3 separate regions of the Gossypium hirsutum genome follow, and all the other regions are linked to region 3. A link is a contact called in public Hi-C data. All regions are on one chromosome and are shown on one strand. Each heading gives the region's core, a stretch centred on a gene start, on an enhancer-like site or on the middle of the called end of the contact. The rest is flanking DNA. Distances are from core to core; before and after follow the strand shown. Region 1 has its middle 19 kb from the start of LOC121208914. Region 2 holds the start of LOC107897637 (NADH dehydrogenase [ubiquinone] 1 alpha subcomplex subunit 8-B). Region 3 holds the start of LOC121207962.

Region 1 (2,761 bases), core at 127-2,626, 270 kb before region 3:
TAAACCTAAAGTTATATTTTAAAAAAATATATAAAAATGAATCAAAAGAGAAAATCCCATTTTAGAAAACAAAATGAAATTTTAATTCATCGATTTTAAATATGAATATCATAAAAATATTTTATCTTCAATTAAAATATTTTTTTATCTCTCTTCAATACCTTATCAATGTCAACAATATTTGTCTAATCTACATTAATATAAGTAATCATTAATAGATAGACATAATATACCAAAAATCATGGTAAAATACATTCATTATTGCGTAAGTAAATCTTATTAAGCATTAAATAATAATAATGAATCTCGTGTATTGACTTGATGGTTAAAGTGTTTATAGTTTAAGGTGTAACCTGGATTTAAGTCATGATAGTCATGTTGTTAGAGTTGTTTAAATACTCTAGAATGAAAATATATTGTTAATGTATATATAGGCCTAATTCCATTTTGGCCCCAGTATTAAAAGGAAATTCTCACATTGGTCATTTACTATTTTCTTCCGACTACTTTGTCCCCTGTGCTTTCATAAACCAATCAAAAGCAAAAAGCTAACAAGTGAACAATTAATTCACCTCATTTTAATATACCAGCATGTATTTTTTTCTTGTTCTTAATAATAAATTATTTTTTCCACCAAAAAATTCTTTCTTCTTCTTCTTCTTCTTCTTCTTCTTCTTCTTCTTCTTCTTCTTCTTCTTCTTCTTCTTCTTCTTCTTTTATGAAAATTTTTTAATTCTTTTACCACATGAAATGTTTCAGATTTGAAAAGATTTTGAGAATCAGGAAATGTATTGTTCATCACTAATATGGAAATAACACAAATTTTTGAGAAGTTTTCAAGAAAGATGGAAGCTCATAAGACCCAAAAATGACTGCTCCAACTTTATTGCTGGTCAACATCTTGGATTGGTCCAAGATTCTTAAAGCAGAGGACAGGGAATGTGGTGGTGGTGCTCGGAGCGGAGCACCAATGGTGTCGGATCGACGAAAAACAACGGATTGAAGGCTTGAGTTTCAGGCCTCAAATGAATCTCCTTCAACATGTTTCTTGAGTTTTCTACGAAAATTAAGCCGACTAGTCAAAGGAGGGAGAAAATGGGAGCCCAAGGGTAGCCTTCAATCGGAGCTTTGTTGTAGGAATAAGGCAATGGGAGTTAGAACAAAGTGAGGTGGCTAGGTTTTTCCTTGGGTTTTGAGTTAAGCCCAGAAAGAAAAAAGAAAAGGGAGAAAGATGATGCTGTGAGCTTGGTCGAAGGAATGACGATGGCGATGAGCGGCGGTGGAAATGTTTGATTTTTTTTCTAGGGAAGAAGAAGAGAGAGAGAAAAAAAAGGAAATAGTTTATTACTATGAAAAAGAAAAAGAAAAAAATTCCATGCTGGCAAATGGATTAATTGTCCACGTGTATGGATTTAATTGGCTTCAAATGACTAGATTGGATTTTTTAAAAATAGAAACTATCTAAAGACTAATTTGAGTTACAGAATGAAAGTAGAGGGCGTAAAATTACTGAAAACATAATGAAAAGATTAAAGTGAAAATTTTCCTATAGTTCAGGGACTAAAAATGATACTAAGCATTTTTTTTATCATTATAATATTATAGGAGTAGGAGAGGAGATGAGAGAGTTTAAACTCATGCCATCTAAGGATAAATTAGAACTCGTACTATTGCTTTAAATGCTTGACAATTATATTCAATATTGTTATAACTTTAGGATGATAATAAAAACAATTTTTAATAGAATAATTATAATTTTAGTTTTTATTTAATATTAGTATTTTTTATCAAATTCATTTAAAAATAAATATGAAATTAGAAAATATTAAGTAGGGGAAGGATATATTTACACTGGTGTAAACTTAAATTGATTTTATACCATTCTATAATTTTTTATACGATTAACAATTCAACTATCCAACCGTTATATTTTATGGTTTATTCATATAGATAATGCATGCCAAATTTTATTTAAATTTAAAATTTGTAACTATGGTTTTTGTAAAAAGCTTTCAATTTGTTCAATAAATATTAATATATACAATATTTTAGATCATATAATAGATATATTGGATCGGTTCAAAAATTTACATGCATGACAAGTACAATTACATAAATAAATTTAACTATTGGATTGCTAAAATTTTAATCATATAAAAAGTTTCGAATGTGTGTAAAACCACTTTTATTTTATACCATTGTAAGTTGATCCCTCCCCTACAATTAACATTTTATGATCTAATCGTTACATTTTATGGTTTATTCATGTAGATCATGTATGTTAAATTGACATACATTTAATTTTTGTAACTATATGGTTTATGTAAAAAGCTTTCAATCGTTCAATAAATATTAATATATACATATTTTAAATTAATATGATAGAGATATCGAATCGGTTTAAAAATTTACATGCATAGTAAATACAATTATATAAATAAATATAACGGTTAAATTATTAAAAATATTAATAGTATAAAAATTATAAATAAATATAAAACTACTTTAATCTGACACGATTATCCCTCCCTTAACTTTTCTTTTTTTCTCATTTATGTAATACGATGGTATTAAAAGATTGAAATCATAACGGTAGTTGATAAAACATTCCAAAGGACAAAAGTTTGAATATTTATTATTTTTATAGCTTATCCAATTATATTAAATAAATTTATAAATTTAAAATTTTTATTAATTAATAATATATATAAACACATGTTTTTTGGTAAAGTAAAACAACATAAGTGAGACAAAATGATAC
Region 2 (2,998 bases), core at 77-2,576, 450 kb before region 3:
AGTCACCTATTCGAGTAATGCTTTGAGTTCCCCCCCAAAAATGTGCTTTTTAAAATATCCGGACAAGGGTACAAAGATAGGATTCACCTAAGTTCCTCCAAACACATAGAAAAGCTTAAAAGAATAAAGATGGAACATACCTATATTTGACACACGAACCAAGTTCGATAACATAGAGTAAGAACCGCAAAATATTCAGTGTTCAGAGGCATTTTTTAAGCTACAAAATGCTATAAACCCAAATCAAGTGAATGCGGCAAATGTCTTACTCTTGATTGGAGAAGTGGGAAGCCCCATTTTTACAATCAAACACAAACAGAAAGCCGAAAACCTATTAAAACTCAGTTGGTTTTCAGTAAATAGATCTAAAAAAGAATCAAACTAACATAAAGAGGAAGAAAAAACATCAGATTCAATGGCTCGGTTACACATGAATCTATTTCGCCTAATCATAGGGAGACTTAACATGGATTCATTTGAAGTTTCCATTGCTAATTGAAACACAAAGTTACCAAATGAGAGATGATCATTTCCCCGCCCCGCCTACCCAAAGAGATAAACCCTATGTTTCTCGAGGATATGCCCGTACCTATATCGATATGGATACTTTCGAGAGAAATGACCTATCCCTATCCTTTTAACCACACTTTCACAGTATAAAACCTCCTAAAAAACCTGTTCCAAAATTTCCATTACAAAGATATTAAAACCAATAATCCTAATTATCACACATTTTCCTAGTTAATTTCATTTCCCAGTTTTAATTCCCTTTCAATTCCAACATTGTCATATACGAACCAATTGAGCAAGAAAAACCCACAAAGAAATTCAAAATGGGAAAAACTGAAAATTGAAAAAAAAATGCTTACACTCCAAGGGCACAGCGAGTAGCTTGGCGGCCCTTATCGAGACATTTCTCAGGGTTGGGATCTTTCTTCTTACACTTGAGGAACTCCACGTTTTCGGACATACATTTAATCTCTATGTGCTTTGCTGATGACATCAGCACCGACGACGTTGGGATCGGTTCCCCCGTCGCATCCACCACTTTCGCCATTTCCGCCACCGAACCCAGAAAGAAATAAAAAAAATAAAAAGATCGCTTCTTTCTGCATCAACAATGAAAAGATGTCAAAATTTCATCAATCAAGATGAAAAAAAGGGAAAAATTACTGGGAATTAATCTCTTACCTTAATCAAGTAAAGGGTTTTCACTTAAACACTGAGATAGAGAATAGGGTTGTAAAGGACTCAAGAGTGAAGAGTTATGGTTTTGTTTAAACAGACGTAAACGGTGGAGTTGGTTGGTAATTCATTTTTGCTTTGAAGGGTATTTACGTCATTCCATGTTTCTTTTTGGGGTTTTATGCTTCCAATCCCAAAACCCTTGCTTTCTTCAGTTTTCTTTTCTCTTTTGTGCCAATCACCAAAGCAGTCATTTTCCGAGACAATTTAAGGGTAAGTTAAATTAAATTATTGTGATTTGATTTAATGTTAAAGTGACTTCCTTAGCTCTCTTCTTTGCTTAGTTTTTCATCTGTTTTTTTATGGATAAAATGTTGAATTTGCTGAAATTTGTAGAGATCTTCGAATTGACTTTACCCCTTGAAAAGTGTAGGCAAAAGATTTCATTTTTCTTTTCCGTTTCATTGTTGCATAGGAAATTTCCTTTTTCCTTCTTTTGCCTATTGCAATTGGAGTGACCGTTCTTTATATTACTATACATGTTTGGCATCAATGATCAAACTTAAATTGTCAGGTTGGGTTGGGTTGGTTTTGGATATGACAAAGAAAGGCATGATTTTGAGCAATGTCCCTTGGCTCATTTAGATAATGCCTTTAAACCTGAAAGAATTGGTGATTGATTGTCAGTTCTGAATTATTGCTAGAATCCATTTTTGTTTTGAAATGGACAGGATGTTTTGACATTGAATATTACATAATTTGCTCGGGTTGGGGGGATTGATATAATGAAGTAAAGGATTGGATATCAGGCTCACTTCCTTTGCATTCTAGACTTGCTTAGGTGAAGCTGGTAAGCTGAAATGGTGATTGATTAGCAACCAGGTGATTATTTTATGATTTTCTCTTGGAGAGCCAGGGTTGTCAAGGCATTGTGTTACAGTCCCAAGTTACGGATCGAGTCACTGGATGATTTGTAGGAAATTTGTTTGACTTAACTGATCTTTTCCCTTTGTTTCTGTTTCTTTCGTGGGATGACCCATAATGAACAAGGGGAACTCGTCAAAGGGAATTCCAGACCTTAGAATCGTTAAAAGTGTCTTAAACCCCTGAATATTAGAATAAATTCCGACTTAATTTATTCTTATTTGCAACAGCAGCTATCTTTTTTTTTTAATCCCAAATTTAGTGTGAGCATTTTATTTGTCTCTTTAACACTTTATAACTCTTCCCCCCTTCTGCAAAGTTTATAAGTTAAATAAAATTCATTGTCTAGAGAATCTCTTTGTTATTCACACTGAGGTGGACTCTGTAAAAGAAATTGTCAACTTGACTAGGTTTGTTGGTCGCCAGTAAACACTTGAATATGTTTTGAGTGATGCGGGATATGATGGTGTGGTGTGGAGGGCTTTATGTGTTATCATTGGACCTCTTTGTTGCTCATGGTATGCATTTGGACTCAAATCCGTTGCTCACTCACTCCGATGCCATGTTTAAATTGTGTGCATTTATAACTGTGGGCAAAACATAATAAGTACGGTTTTCTTCATACATATATACAACATGCATGTAAGGATGGATGTTTTGTGCTGTTTATGTTATAAAAATGCATCCGTTCGTACTGATTAGGTTGGTGTTTTCTTGTGTATGTATAGAGATGGGCGACAAGAAGAAAAAGACTTTTATGTTTATCCGTCTTGTCTCGGCTGCTGGGACTGGATTCTTCTACGTGAAGAGGAAAAGTGCTAAGAAAGTGGCTGAGAAACTCGAGTTCCGCAAGTATGATCCCCGGGTAAATCGCCATGTTCTTTTTACA
Region 3 (2,700 bases), core at 35-2,534:
TTTTTACGGAAAATTTTTTACAGGTAAACAAACAGAGCCTTAGATTCAACAAATGATAGCCGAGAATTTCCAAATGACTTGAATTTATTACCTGGCCTTTTAAAGTTTTATTTATTTTCCACCCGCATTTTGGTCCGGAAGCAATAATTCCACTTCCCTTATTATCCACCAAATTCAGACGATTTTTGGAAATGGTTGAACTGCCTCCCACCTCTTCGCCTACGGAACTCAACTAAGAAATATTTTTAAACACTACTGCTGTATGTTTAGTTGCATCTAATACACCTTCCTTTACCGCCACATTAATAACATTTGCTTCCTCAAAAGTGGGATTAAAATGTATTAAGTGCTCCTCTTGAATTTTAGTGGGATTTGAAGGACCTAAATTTGCCTTATCTGTGACAGTAGCAGAGGGGTTAAAAGATAAAAGAAAATGAAAGCGGTTCGGGGTTACCTGGAATTGCAGTCTGTTGGGCCTCTTCACTTTTGCCCCGAGAGACGTGAAGATCGCCTGGAGAGCTTGAAGTGTCCCCCCAACCGTTCCATTACTCTTTGGGGCTTTAGATGGCCCAACTCTTGGCTGTTAATGGTCAGGCCATTAGCTGGTAAATTAGTAACAGATTTTGGCCCATTACAATGCCCAACAGATTTATGGCCTTTAAGAGGAATTTTGGACTTGGACTTCCGAATCAGCCCATTAAAAGGAACCCCTCACTGAATGCATTAATTCCTCCTTCCTTATTACTTCAGCAGAAACGTTTTTATCCGTTGGTGATTTCCCAAAGTCTCGGTTAGGATTCCTTTCCCTTGATTCTTATGGATCTGCGAGTTACCTTTCTTTGAATTATCTTCCGAAATTACAGCCTCTAAATCGGTTAGGGATTGGAACCGAGATCCCGATGATTTTTCCCCAGATACAGACTTTCCTATTTTGTTGTCTTCCCGAGAGGCGCGTCTGGTCCTCCTCTCCACCAACATCCTGGGGCCAAAGTCTCCATTTCCGGTCACCGTGTTCATCTGTAATTTCACCGCCGATGAATCCATTACCTTCGCCAAATCAGAGACGAGGGGAACATGCGGACAAGCCTCAGTATTATGGCCATAACGCCCACATGAGAGACACACCACTGGCAGGCTCTCGTATTCAACTCTTTGCATATTTCCATTAATAAGGAGTTTTGAGATTAGTGGCTTCCCCAGGTTAACGTACACTTCCATTCGGGCATAAGGACACCTTGTCCTACTATTAGTATTGATATCTAATTTGGTAACTTTACCCACCATTCCCCCAATGTCCTATCGAATTTCCTTTTTTGTACAAATGACTGGGAAGGCCTGGAAACCTGATCCACCTAAGAACCGTATTGGGATAGGGTAATTCCGGGTTAAAATAGTTTGGGTAACAACATGTTCTGCCGTGCTTAAAAAAAATATTTTTAATTTTAAGAATATTTTTAGAAAAAAAATTGTACGAAAAAACTTGTTTTTGGCTTGATTTTTGTAATTTTGAAAATGATAAGTTAAAATTTTTAGTTTTTTCTCTGTCAAAAATATTTTTAATGCTTAATTACTTTTTCACCTCTGTAATAATATAATATTTTTTTCTTGGTCTTTAATTACAAATATGTTAAAATCATTATTTAAAAATAAAAAAATATTTTTAAAATACTAATTACAAATATTTAATGGTTATATTTAAATATTTAAAATATAGTTTATATATTCTAATTAAATTTTATAAATAATTAATATTTATTACTTAAAAATATTTAAAATTTATATTTCATATATTAAAATATTAACAACAAGTTATAATAAATTTTTTTATATTCTTACTAAAATATAATAATATTAATTAATTTAAATATTATTTAAATGCATATTTGTTACTTGATAATAACATGACTAAAATAGACATTTTATTTCTCAAAATCACTTTTTGATAGTAATGCTAAACACTCAAATTTTAAATAAAACTTTTCAAAAGCATTCTCAAAAATATTTTTTCACAGCACTTTTCAAAAGCATTGCCAAACTAGCTCTAAGTATTGCCCAAAAATAAGCCATGGTCCCAATGACAGAATTTTCTCATAATCTCCATTAGAGCTTGATAATGGAATAAAAGAAAGACATATATAAATAGAAATACTATATCTGCACATGTTTAATAAATATAAGCTCCCTTTTCGTATGCACTTCAATCATATTCTAAATATTCTACTAAAAAATAAAAAACTAAAAAGTGGGTAAAAACATCTATTTTCATTGCGAATTATTTTTTAAACAATGGAGTCCATGAAAAAATTAAGAGCTAGAAAAATCAACTCTTTCCATATATATATATTATGATTATTTTGTCTTTATCTCAACAAACAGATCAAATCAGGAATTCCTTTCATTTTTCTGGTATTCAATCGGATTGGAATATGTAGTATCATAATAATGGTAGAAATTGAATTATTATTTTTTTATACTCTATACAAAAACAAAACTCCATGCCGCTAAATGGCATTTATCAATTCTTTTCTGTATCTATTTGTTATAATATAAATTAAAATTTAAGTATAATTTATCTTCTTCTATTCATAGCATTTCATATTTCATACATTCCACATATATTATATGGTATATGGAGTTAGATAAAATTTCATATGATTCAGTAAACAAAATAGAAATTCAATTCCATCATTATTAGATCGA

Evidence for each region. Hi-C and Micro-C count contacts between places; a contact is called where the count stands out from the background.
Region 1: a Hi-C map of leaf shows a contact between it and region 3, with 2.2 times the contacts expected there. The contact joins the enhancer-like site here to the promoter of LOC121207962 in region 3. A contact is called at or near these places in 2 of 34 Hi-C or Micro-C datasets (both in leaf).
Region 2: a contact with region 3 is called in a Hi-C map of hypocotyl, with 5 times the contacts expected there. The contact joins the promoter of LOC107897637 here to the promoter of LOC121207962 in region 3. A contact is called at or near these places in 11 of 34 Hi-C or Micro-C datasets (callus, hypocotyl and leaf).

Annotation. Positions count from the first base shown.
Region 1 is chrA10:23,220,481-23,223,241 of Gossypium_hirsutum_v2.1, reverse strand. No RefSeq gene overlaps it. Among protein-coding and RNA genes, the nearest start is that of LOC121208914, 19 kb to the right of the region's middle. Within about 2 kb of position 1,376, at least 4 of the 9 cell types and tissues checked have an H3K27ac peak or open chromatin away from gene starts, as enhancers often do. A contact at or near this core is called in leaf, where this site is marked.
Region 2 is chrA10:23,401,577-23,404,574 of Gossypium_hirsutum_v2.1, reverse strand. It overlaps LOC107897637 (NADH dehydrogenase [ubiquinone] 1 alpha subcomplex subunit 8-B), which reads right to left and starts at 1,326. Exons shown (of 3, transcript XM_016823154.2): 1 at 1,192-1,326; 2 at 870-1,109. The coding sequence starts at 1,057. It overlaps LOC107897638 (50S ribosomal protein L33), which reads left to right and starts at 1,240. Exons shown (of 2, transcript XM_016823155.2): 1 at 1,240-1,458; 2 at 2,838-2,998. The coding sequence starts at 1,347.
Region 3 is chrA10:22,954,365-22,957,064 of Gossypium_hirsutum_v2.1, reverse strand. It overlaps LOC121207962, which reads right to left and starts at 1,284. Exons shown (of 1, transcript XM_041078507.1): 1 at 742-1,284. The coding sequence starts at 1,284. The coding sequence ends at 742. LOC107897632 (a long non-coding RNA gene) reads right to left here and starts at 85. Exons shown (of 2, transcript XR_005903434.1): 1 at 1-85.